Regions from separate parts of the Danio rerio genome. Here region 1 is linked to region 2. A link is a contact called in public Hi-C data. All regions are on one chromosome and are shown on one strand. Each heading gives the region's core, a stretch centred on a gene start, on an enhancer-like site or on the middle of the called end of the contact. The rest is flanking DNA. Distances are from core to core; before and after follow the strand shown. Region 1 holds the start of slc44a5a (solute carrier family 44 member 5a). Region 2 overlaps slc44a5a (solute carrier family 44 member 5a).

The links. Hi-C and Micro-C count contacts between places; a contact is called where the count stands out from the background.
Region 1: a Hi-C map of an unstated tissue shows a contact between it and region 2, with 9 times the contacts expected there. The contact joins the promoter of slc44a5a here to the enhancer-like site in region 2. A contact is called at or near these places in 3 of 18 Hi-C or Micro-C datasets (caudal fin, hematopoietic stem cells and an unstated tissue) and 1 of 4 datasets of contacts at active chromatin or transcription factors (caudal fin).

What each region holds. Positions count from the first base shown.
Region 1 is chr2:11,894,117-11,899,030 of GRCz12tu, reverse strand. slc44a5a (solute carrier family 44 member 5a) reads left to right here and starts at 2,857. Exons shown (of 22, transcript NM_001423791.1): 1 at 2,857-3,103. The coding sequence starts at 3,067.
Region 2 is chr2:11,682,695-11,687,728 of GRCz12tu, reverse strand. It overlaps slc44a5a (solute carrier family 44 member 5a), which reads left to right. Exons shown (of 22, transcript NM_001423791.1): 4 at 1,365-1,449; 5 at 2,205-2,289; 6 at 2,376-2,504. All of the region lies in intron 1 of LOC137487670, which reads left to right. Among named protein-coding and RNA genes, the nearest start is that of lhx8a, 52 kb to the right of the region's middle. Within about 2 kb of position 1,833, at least 3 of the 62 cell types and tissues checked have an H3K27ac peak or open chromatin away from gene starts, as enhancers often do.

The DNA.
Region 1 (4,914 bases), core at 1,608-4,107, 210 kb before region 2:
CAATAGGTCACTGGGTTGTTGGTTTGAACCTCCGCTTAGTTGGCGGTTCTGTGTGGAGTTTGCATGTTCTCCATGGGTTCACGTAGGTTTCCTCCGGGTGCTCTGGTTTCCCCCACAGTCCAAAGACGTGGTACAGGTGAATTGGGTAGGCTAAATTGTCTGTAGTGTGGATGTTTCCCAGAGATGGGATGTGGCTGGAAGGGCATCTGCTGTGTCATTCCGCTGTGGCGACCCCGGATTAATAAAGGGACTAAGTCGACAAAAAATGAGTACATTTATTTTCACACCAGATAAAATCTGGTGTAAAAATAAATGTATTCTTACATAAATAAAATATATTTTATCTGAATGAAAGTACATAACACAAAAGAAGACTACAATGGACTTTTGGGACAGCTAAAAGAATTGTTGGTGTGGGCCTGCCCAACATACGGGTAACATCAATGAAGTCCTTTCTCACCCACACCACAAACTATTCACACTTCTTCCCTCAGGCAGACGCCACAAATTTCTATGCACTAAAACATCTAGGCATAAAAACAGTTTCTTTCCTCAGGCCATGTCCGACTTCAATAGCTGGCACATCAGTTGCTACCTATTTTGTCTATAAACTACACAGTACCCTTGCATTTTATGCATTCTGTAACCAATAAAGTCACTTATTTGTAAATACATATTTGTATTTCTTATGTGTACTATTAAAACAGGTAAAAATAAAAACTCACCAGCCACATTATTAGGTACACCTTACTAGTACTGGGTTGAAACCCCCCTCAGAACTGCCTTCATCTTCAATGCATAGTTTTAACAAGGTACTGGAAATATTCCTCAGAGATTTTGGTCCGCATGATAGCATCACGCAAGTGCTGATTTGTCTGCTGCACATCCATGATGCGAATCTTCCATTTCACCACATCCCACAGGTGCTCTATTTGATTGAATTGTGGTGACTGTGGAGGCCATTTGAGTACTTTGAACTCATTGTCATGTTAAAGAAACTAGCCTGTGATGATTCGTGCCTTATGACATGGAGTAGCAAAAGATGGGTACACTGCGGTCATAAGGGATGGACATGGTCAGCAACAAGGTAGGCTGTGGTGTTGTCACAATGCTCAATTGGTAGTTTGCCCAAAGTGTGAAAAGAAAATAACCCCTATACCATTACACCTCTCTCTCAATTAAATACAATAATTGCTTTATTGGCATGACAAATGTTACAAATGCATTGCCAAAGCAGTTCTAAAGTTTACATAAAAATAAGAGAACATACAAATGTAATAAAAACACAGTAAACAGTAGTAGTAGTAAAAAAAAAAAAAAAAAAAAAAAAAAATATATATATATATATATATATATATATATATATATATATATATATATATATATATATATATATATATATATATATAAACATTATATTATTATTCAGTATATCATATTATTCAATATCATTCATTAATTTTTTTTTTTTTTTTTGGCTTAGTCCCTTATTAATCCGGGGTCGCCACAGTGGAATGAACCGGCAGCTTATCCAGCACATTATTATGTAGCGGACGCCCTTCCAGCCACAACCCATCTCAGGGAAACATCCATACACACACACACACTCATTCACACACACAGTCATACACTATGGACAATTTAGCCTACCCAGTTCACCTGTACCACATATCTTTGGACTGTGGGGGAAATCGGAACACCCAGAGGAAAACCCAAACAGGGAGAACATGCAAACTCCACACAGAAACGCCAGCTGACCCTGCCGAGGCTCGAACCAACGACCCAGTGACCTTCTTGTTGTGAGGTGACAGCACTACCTACTCCGCCACTGCATTGCCATTATTCAATATATCACATTATTATTCAATATATCATATCATTCATATCATATTATTAAGTCTCTTATTCATTCTCATTCTCGCTCTCTTTCTCTCTCTCTCTCATATATATATATATGCATCTTGATGATTTATGTGCAATTGTTATAATTAGAAATACAAGATCTATTTACAAATAAGTGGCTTCATAATAAATGGCTTCTATGATAAGTGGCCATACAAACAAATGTATATATAAATTCTGACTTAAAGTTTCTTTAAATATTTCTCAACTTTTGCTAAAAAAAAACTTAAAGTCAAGATTTGTCAGGGGAATTAATAAATTCAGACTTGGCTGTATATAAGTGTACGGTTTGTAGGCTATTATTTACTTTATTTTCTCAGAGATGTTTTGCGGCTGGAAGGGCATCCGCTGCGTAAAAACGTGCTGGATAAGTTGGTGGTTCATTCCGCTTTGGTGACCCCGGATTAATAAAGAGACTAAGCCGAAAAGAAAATGAAAAAATGAATGAATTATTTACTTTATTTTCCTCTTATTTTTTTCCTCTTGTGTTGATATGCAGGATACCCTGAGCTCCTGCATGTAAAGCACACACACAAAACACAAATTCCTTTTGTGTTTGATCACACTTTGCGAATAAATCTCATTCTGAGTCTGAAGAGACAAAAATGAATGATGCAGTGTAGAATATTGCCACTAGTCGTCGCTAAAGCTACGCGTTTGAGACAGTCATAAGATCTGCACGGACAGCTTCATTTATTCAGTATAAACTCTATGTATAATGTGACAGATAACAGTAAAATTGTATGCAGCCTTATATAACATAATAATTGTAAAATAATAAATAAAAAATCATATATATATATATATATATATATATATATATATATATATATATATATATATATATATATATATAGTTAAATTTAAGTCCAATTATTCAATAAGAATATAACTCTGCAGACTGCTTGTGCTGGCTGGGTTGGCTAGATAATGGATATACATCCTGTACACCTTTGTTCAGATCCAGCACTTGCAGTGATGCTGGAGCTAGTTCACTGCTTCACTACACTGACAGTCTGACGCTCCGCACGTTTGATGACGCTCCGCTGTAAACATCACTGACGCGCGAGTCGCGTGAGGGAATCTATTAAACTTGGAATTTGGCGAGCGACACTGTTCTTCAAACCAACCTGCGCCTGCAAACCCTACAAAACCCACGCTGAGATGGCAAGAAAATCCCAAGTCCCGTCTGCGTATTATGGTAAGTTGCTCTTCATAGCGTACTTGATGTAGCCTACTGTACATCCTTTTGCGGTGTTAGTTTTTCCCTCTCTCTTTCTCGCAACTTATAACATCGATGTTAAACGGAAGATATGCCGCAGAAGTGGTCGTTCTCATCTGTCACATGCTGGAATTAAAGTTCAAAATGGATATTTGTGTTCAGACGTGGAAAAATGTTGCCCTTGAGAATTATTGTGTGGTTTGTGAATATTCGGTTTAAATATTAAGGGTAGCCACAGTTGCGCAAACTATGATGTGATCAGTGTTTGATTAGTTGTATGGTTCGTGTTTTTTATTATTATATATTAACGTATCTATGGTTATTGGTTGCCGTGGTTTGTTTACATTGCTGAAATAGAGGAGGCAGCAACTTTGTGTTGCCAAGGGCATCATGTGGTGAGCTGGCTTTCAGCAAATCAATGAAGAACAGTGGAGACCACAGTAGCCTATCACCTCAGACCTGAAGATATTGAATTAAAACAACAGTTCACAAATTGAAGTTTGATAAGAAGTGTGGGTTTATAAGCGGCTTTGACATGCATTGTAAAAAGTGTTTGCATTCTTTCACTGTTGAAATTAAGATACAACTTTGTGTTTTTATTTGTTTGTCAGAAGGTATTTTTTTAAAAATGAGCATCTTCTGCAGTTTTAGTTCAAAGTTTTAGTTTAGTTATATGTTTGAAATATACTTTGTGTGTTCAAATCATTGTTTTTGCTGGTATTACAGAGTAAAATAAGACATACTTGAGAAATCAATTGTTATATTAAATATTTAATTTTAGCAGAAAATTCTGCAAGGGTTGCATGGATCCAGAATATGAACCAGGACAACAATACATTTGTACATTATCTGAAAGTTAAATAAATAAGCTTTTTACCAATGTATAATTTGTTAGAATAGGGAAATATTTGAAGTTTAAAGATCTATAATTTAAAAAATCTAAATATTGAAAAAGTTGTACAAATTAAGTTCATAGCAATGTGTATTACTAATCAAGCTTTGATCTGTTTACAGTAGAAAATGGACAAAATGTGTTCATGGAGCTTGATTTTTTGTATTCTAATAATTTTTGGGATAAAAGAAAAAACATGCATACATTTACATCCTAAGATGGCTACAGGGTCAAAAATATGATAATGCATATGCAAAAAACAATGTATATTGTCTTTTGCTTAAAAATCTTTATCACATTAGTAATTGGCCTAAATATTAGTTGTTAAATATTTAGTTTATATTGAGTTACATTATGTACATTTTAAATAAAATTAAAATATGTTGTAATACTTTTTTTATTATTCATTAATGCAATTTTTTTTTCATTATAATGTAATGTGTATATATTTATTTGATTTAATATAAATGTTTGTAAGGTTTTATGTCATTTATTTATTATATACAGCTGAAGTCAGATTTATTAACCCTCCTGAATTAGCTTCTTTGTATTTTTTCCCCATTTTTTGTTTAACAGAGAGACAATTATTTCAACACATTTCTAAACATAATCACTTAAATAACTCATTTTAAATAACTGATATCATTTATCTTTTATGATGACAGTACATAATATTTTGCTAGATGTTATTTAAGATACCTGTATTCAGATTAAAGTGACATTTAAAGGCTTTATTAGGTTTTTATTAGGCTTTATTGGTTTGTTGTACAATCAAAAATGTAATTTCTGTCTTCATGTAATGTATATGCGACCGCAAAATAACACGTGACGTGAGCTGACCGTCAGCTGTTACTTTTCAATTCAATTCAGCTTTATTTGTATAGCACTTTTACAATGT
Region 2 (5,034 bases), core at 584-3,083:
GTTAATGCAGCGTAAATGGCCTAGGACCGCAATAAATTACAGATATGCTCACTGAATACAAACCTAAGAGATCATGCAGATCATTAGGATCAAGTAAATTAGAAATTCCAAAAGCAGTGTGAATCGGCTTTCAGCTACTACGCCCTCGCTGCTGTAATCAACTTCCAGAAATGATCAGATAATAGCAACATTGTGCCTAGTTCAGACTGCGTGATTTTAGCCCCGATTTTGGCTCGCCGACAGGTTTTGAGAAATCGCCGACAAATGCCTGAAATCACAGGCAAATCGCTGCTCGTGCACGTGAGTGATAATCACACAGTATGAACTTTCAAAGACGCGATCTGAGAGAATCGCCGATGAGTCGCCGATGCCTTTGAGATATTTGGCATGCTAAATATCTGAAGCTGTCGGCGATTCAAATCATGCCGTGTGAATTGAGTTTTGACTGAAAATAACATCAGCGATCACCCACAGCCAATGAGAGAGCAGCTTTCACTTGTGTGTGCGTGCGTGTTTACCTGCTGCAGGCCAGCGGGAGGCTGGGGGAGAAGTTAAAAGGGATCTTTTTCGGTTTATTTGGACCCACGAAATGGAGGGAAAACTAGTGGAGGTTAGACAGTACTCAGGAGCAACCGTGTCTGTTTGAAGTTTCATACAGAAAGAAATTAGTTTATCATCAACGTTGAGGAGAAATGGCTAATTCCCTTTAAACCCAGGTGAGCAAACATGAACATGTTCTACCCCATTAAAGGCTTCTTTCTCATTATGTATTTAATAACAAAAGATACACTACGTGTTTTTGGCTGTGAGACGTAATTTGGACGAAGTTGTCGGCGATTCTTCCTATAGTAAAGTCATGCAATGTGAAAGTCCCTGTCGCCGATCCATCTTGCAGTGTAAACAAAGCAGCGACGAAATGCAAGCCCAGATAGTCATGCAGTGTGAAAACATCTGTGACACGACTACTTTGAAAATCATGCAGTCTGAACTCGGCATTAGGCACGTTCAAATCAAGACTCTAAACACATCTATTTACCGTAGCTGTGCCTTTATCGAATGAGCACTGTGCTACGTCCAACAGATCACATTATTATGTCTTTCTTTTCTTTTTTTTTAAACCTATTTTTACACATTTTAATCAGTTTTTATCTGTTTTGAATCTTTTTTGTTTGTTTGTTTGTTTGTTTTATTCTTGTTTATGTAAAGCACTTTAAATTACCATTGTGTATGAAATGTGCTATATGAATTAACTTGCCTTGCCCATTGTGTTTTTTTTCGAAAAGGAAATTTGATATTTCATTATACAGAATCAACTCTTTTGGAATCAATTAAATAAATTAAACGAAATCTCCTCTTTGTTCTAGCGTGGATCCACGGCGACCCAAGGAAAGTCATTTACCCCACAGACAGCACGGGTCAGTTCTGTGGCCAGAAGGGAACACCCAATGCGTAAGTGCTACTAGCACCACCAGCCAATCAGCTGCTTTGGGGGGAGGGGCTAGCATATTCCTCATTCCACAAAAACTACACTTGTAAGCCACGCCCTTCTTGTAATTATAATGTTCAGATTATCATCCCTTCCGTTCACTCAAAGTACAAAGCAAAATAATATTAGCCTTCTAAATCTTGGCTTCGCATGCTTTTGTACTGAATTCCTTTTCCTGTGTGAAGTTTTGCGTTGATTGGCAGCATACAACCTTGGGGAAAATAAAGAACTGCTCATTAGCAGAGCTGGGACACACTGATAAGAGTGTTTGTTATGCACAGGCGTAGAAGGAGAGATGTTTGCTCTGTGGTGAATTGGAGGCAATTGGATCTGTGCAGTTCATAATTAGGAGATGCGATGCCCTCAGTGGCTTAGGGGATTATGGGTAGGGGGGGAAATCTGACACAAGCCCTTAATGCTTTGCTCTGACAAAAACTGTTTTATCTATAATGTTATAAACATTTCTCTCAGCGTTTCTGTTATACGGCAGGCTGCTGAAGATGCTAATCGTTTAGTATTGAACCTGGATTGGATGTTTTACAAAGTAGCACGTACAGGAGTTTTATTGCATGATAGCTAAACCGCATGTTTATAGTGGAAAGCTGCTTAAACCTGGATTTCAGTCCTGTATATGTAACCAAATAGCTCTAGTGACACCTACTGGCAAAAACTGTCATTTCACACTGTAATTTACAACAACAAAAAATGTCCTCCACAGAAAGAAAGCCATATTATTCTACTTCAACATACTGAAATGTGCCAGTCCTGCTGTCCTGATAAACCTCCAGTGCCCTACTACTCAGGTAACACGCTTGTTCATTACAAATCCTGGCATTGTTTAGTTCATTTCGCTCTGGGCTTTTGCATAACTAACGCTTTTGTTTTCTAGATGTGTGTCTCCAAGTGCCCGGATCGATTTGCAACGTACACAGATATGCAGCTACTTTATAGATTCAACAAGAGCCACTGGGATTACTATAAACAGTTCTGCAAGCCAGGCTTCAATAACCCCCAAAAGGTAAATTATATAGCCATGCTATGCTAAATAAGTTGTTGTGAACTCAATAAATGCACAATGCATTGAGTTTTTAAAAAACAGAAGCAAATCATTGATATGCAGGAAAGTCATGTGTGTCGGCCTGATTTTGATGCTATCCATTTGAGGTAGGGTGCTGTGGTGATTTGTATTCAACAGTGGCTGTCGGGATACAAGAAGCTGTCATTTTTCATCTTGTAGTGTGCAATAATGTATTACAACTAGCAAATCTGGGATGTTTTACAATGCAGAAAGACTACTATGCTGAAAAAAATGATTCGTTAGATTTACTAAAACATTTTAAAGTAACTGATTGCAATCAATATATCTTCGCTGAATTTAAACAAGTTAAATTTAGTAATGTTCAGCTAAATTTGTTTGTTGGAATCCCGCCCATAAAAAATGTTTGCAGCCAGTTACCTTAAAAAATTTATTTATATAATAATTTTCTTTCAGTTTAGTCCCTCATTTATTCGCCACACCGAAATGAACCTCCAACTTTACACTGTGGATGCCTTTCCAGCTGCAATCCCAGTACTGGGAAACACCTATACACACTCTTTACGGTTTGTCTTTGGAAAACTCAAGCCAACATGGGGAGAACATGCAAACTCCACACAGAAAATGCCCCCCTGGCCGATAACACTTTAGAATAACTATCCGTTACAACTAGTTAATAAATCATTAATAAACGGTTAGTTAATGAGTTATAAATGACTTGTTAAATAATAGTTAATAGTTTGTTAATTATTCATAACTATCAGTTATAACTAGTTATTAATCCATCAATAAACTGCTAGTTAATGAGTTATAAATGAGTTTTTAAATAAAAGTTAACAGTTTGTTAATTATTTATAACTGTGCCTTATAGATAGCCAATAGATAACTTACAAGATGTTAGTTAACCAGTTATAAATGACTTGTTTACCTAGTAAGAAGGAGTTTTAACCACAGGGGTTCGAACTGTCGTTCTGCTGAGTGACTAAAAAGTTATCAGCATGATGGTAAAACACTGTACATTTCTAGTGAAACCATTCTTCTGCAATCTCATACCAAAAACGGAAATAAGGGCAGTATTAATACCTTAAAATATGGGAGAGCATTGATATTATGTGATTATATTGTATTGCAATATGGAACAATTAAATGTTGATGTTAAATCAAAAGTAATTCACAAATACTTTAAAATGATAAAATATGAAATGATAAAACATATGATATAAATTGTACCCAGCTTAAATGTAAAATTAAAGTTACAAGAGGTAAGACAAAAGAGGAGGGAGAGAGAGACAAAGAGAGCAGGCCCAGAAGTTAGCCTGATTGCAGTAGAGTCAGAGGAGGAGAGGAGCAAAACAGGAGACAAGCAGACCAGGAAAAAACAGTCCAGGAAAAAAAGACAGAGCAGAGTTTTACACCTATTTTATATCTTTCTTGACCATCTGACTGAAGCCCAAATGCTGAGACATTCAAACTGTCCAATCAACATGTGATCACATCGTAAAAAACCCAAAGTCCACACATTAAGACCTGATCTTATCAGTATCTGCCTTTGGAGTCAGTATGGACCTTCTTTGGTGAAAGACATGTTTTCCCATATAAACAAATGCATATGTTAATTTAGCCTCTTACAACTGTATTTTAATGATTTAAAACTATACCTGATGAAATAGTAATAGATCATGAACAAGATGTCTGTAAAATACTTACTAAAGACTTGTTAAGTATCAGGTAGGTTATTGGGACGTTATTCTAAAGTTGCAACTATTCTTCATTTACTGTTAGTAAAGAGGAATAGTTGCAACTTTAGAATAACGTCCCAATAACATACATAAGCTGCAACTAACACTTAACTAATATATTAACTAACACTTTACAGATCAGTTGTTTATAGTTTAACTATCTACTAAAACCGGTGAAACTTTGTAGAACAGCAAATTGTTCAAGTGACCAAAAGTTCAAGCTACAGAAATTTGATGTGATATTTAAAATATAAAATGTTTGTACCTTAACCATGTTCCACTCATAGGCTTAGCTGTGTGCTTTATTTTACCAAAGAAACTCTGCAGATGAAATGTTAAACATTATGTTTAATGTATAGAAACACACATATTGAGCCATCACATGGCAGAACATCAGAATAAAACAGAATACAAACCCATGAGGTTTGGGCACCTTTTGTGCTAAACATTAAAACAAAATAAATCAAAAATATATTTCATTAGAAAAGTTCTTGAAAGTTTCACTGGTATTAGTAGATGGTGAACAACTGATCTGTAAAGCAAGAGTTAATATATTAGTTAAGTGTTAGTTATTAGCTTATGTATGTTATTGGGACGTTATTCTAAAGTTGCAACTATTCCTCTTTTACTAACAGTTAATAAATGAAGAATAGTTACAACTTTAGAATAATGTCCTAATAACATATATAAACTATTAACTGATACTTAACGTAAGTCTTTAGTAAGTAATTTACTAACAGCTTGTTCATGATCTATAACTAGTTTATTAGGTA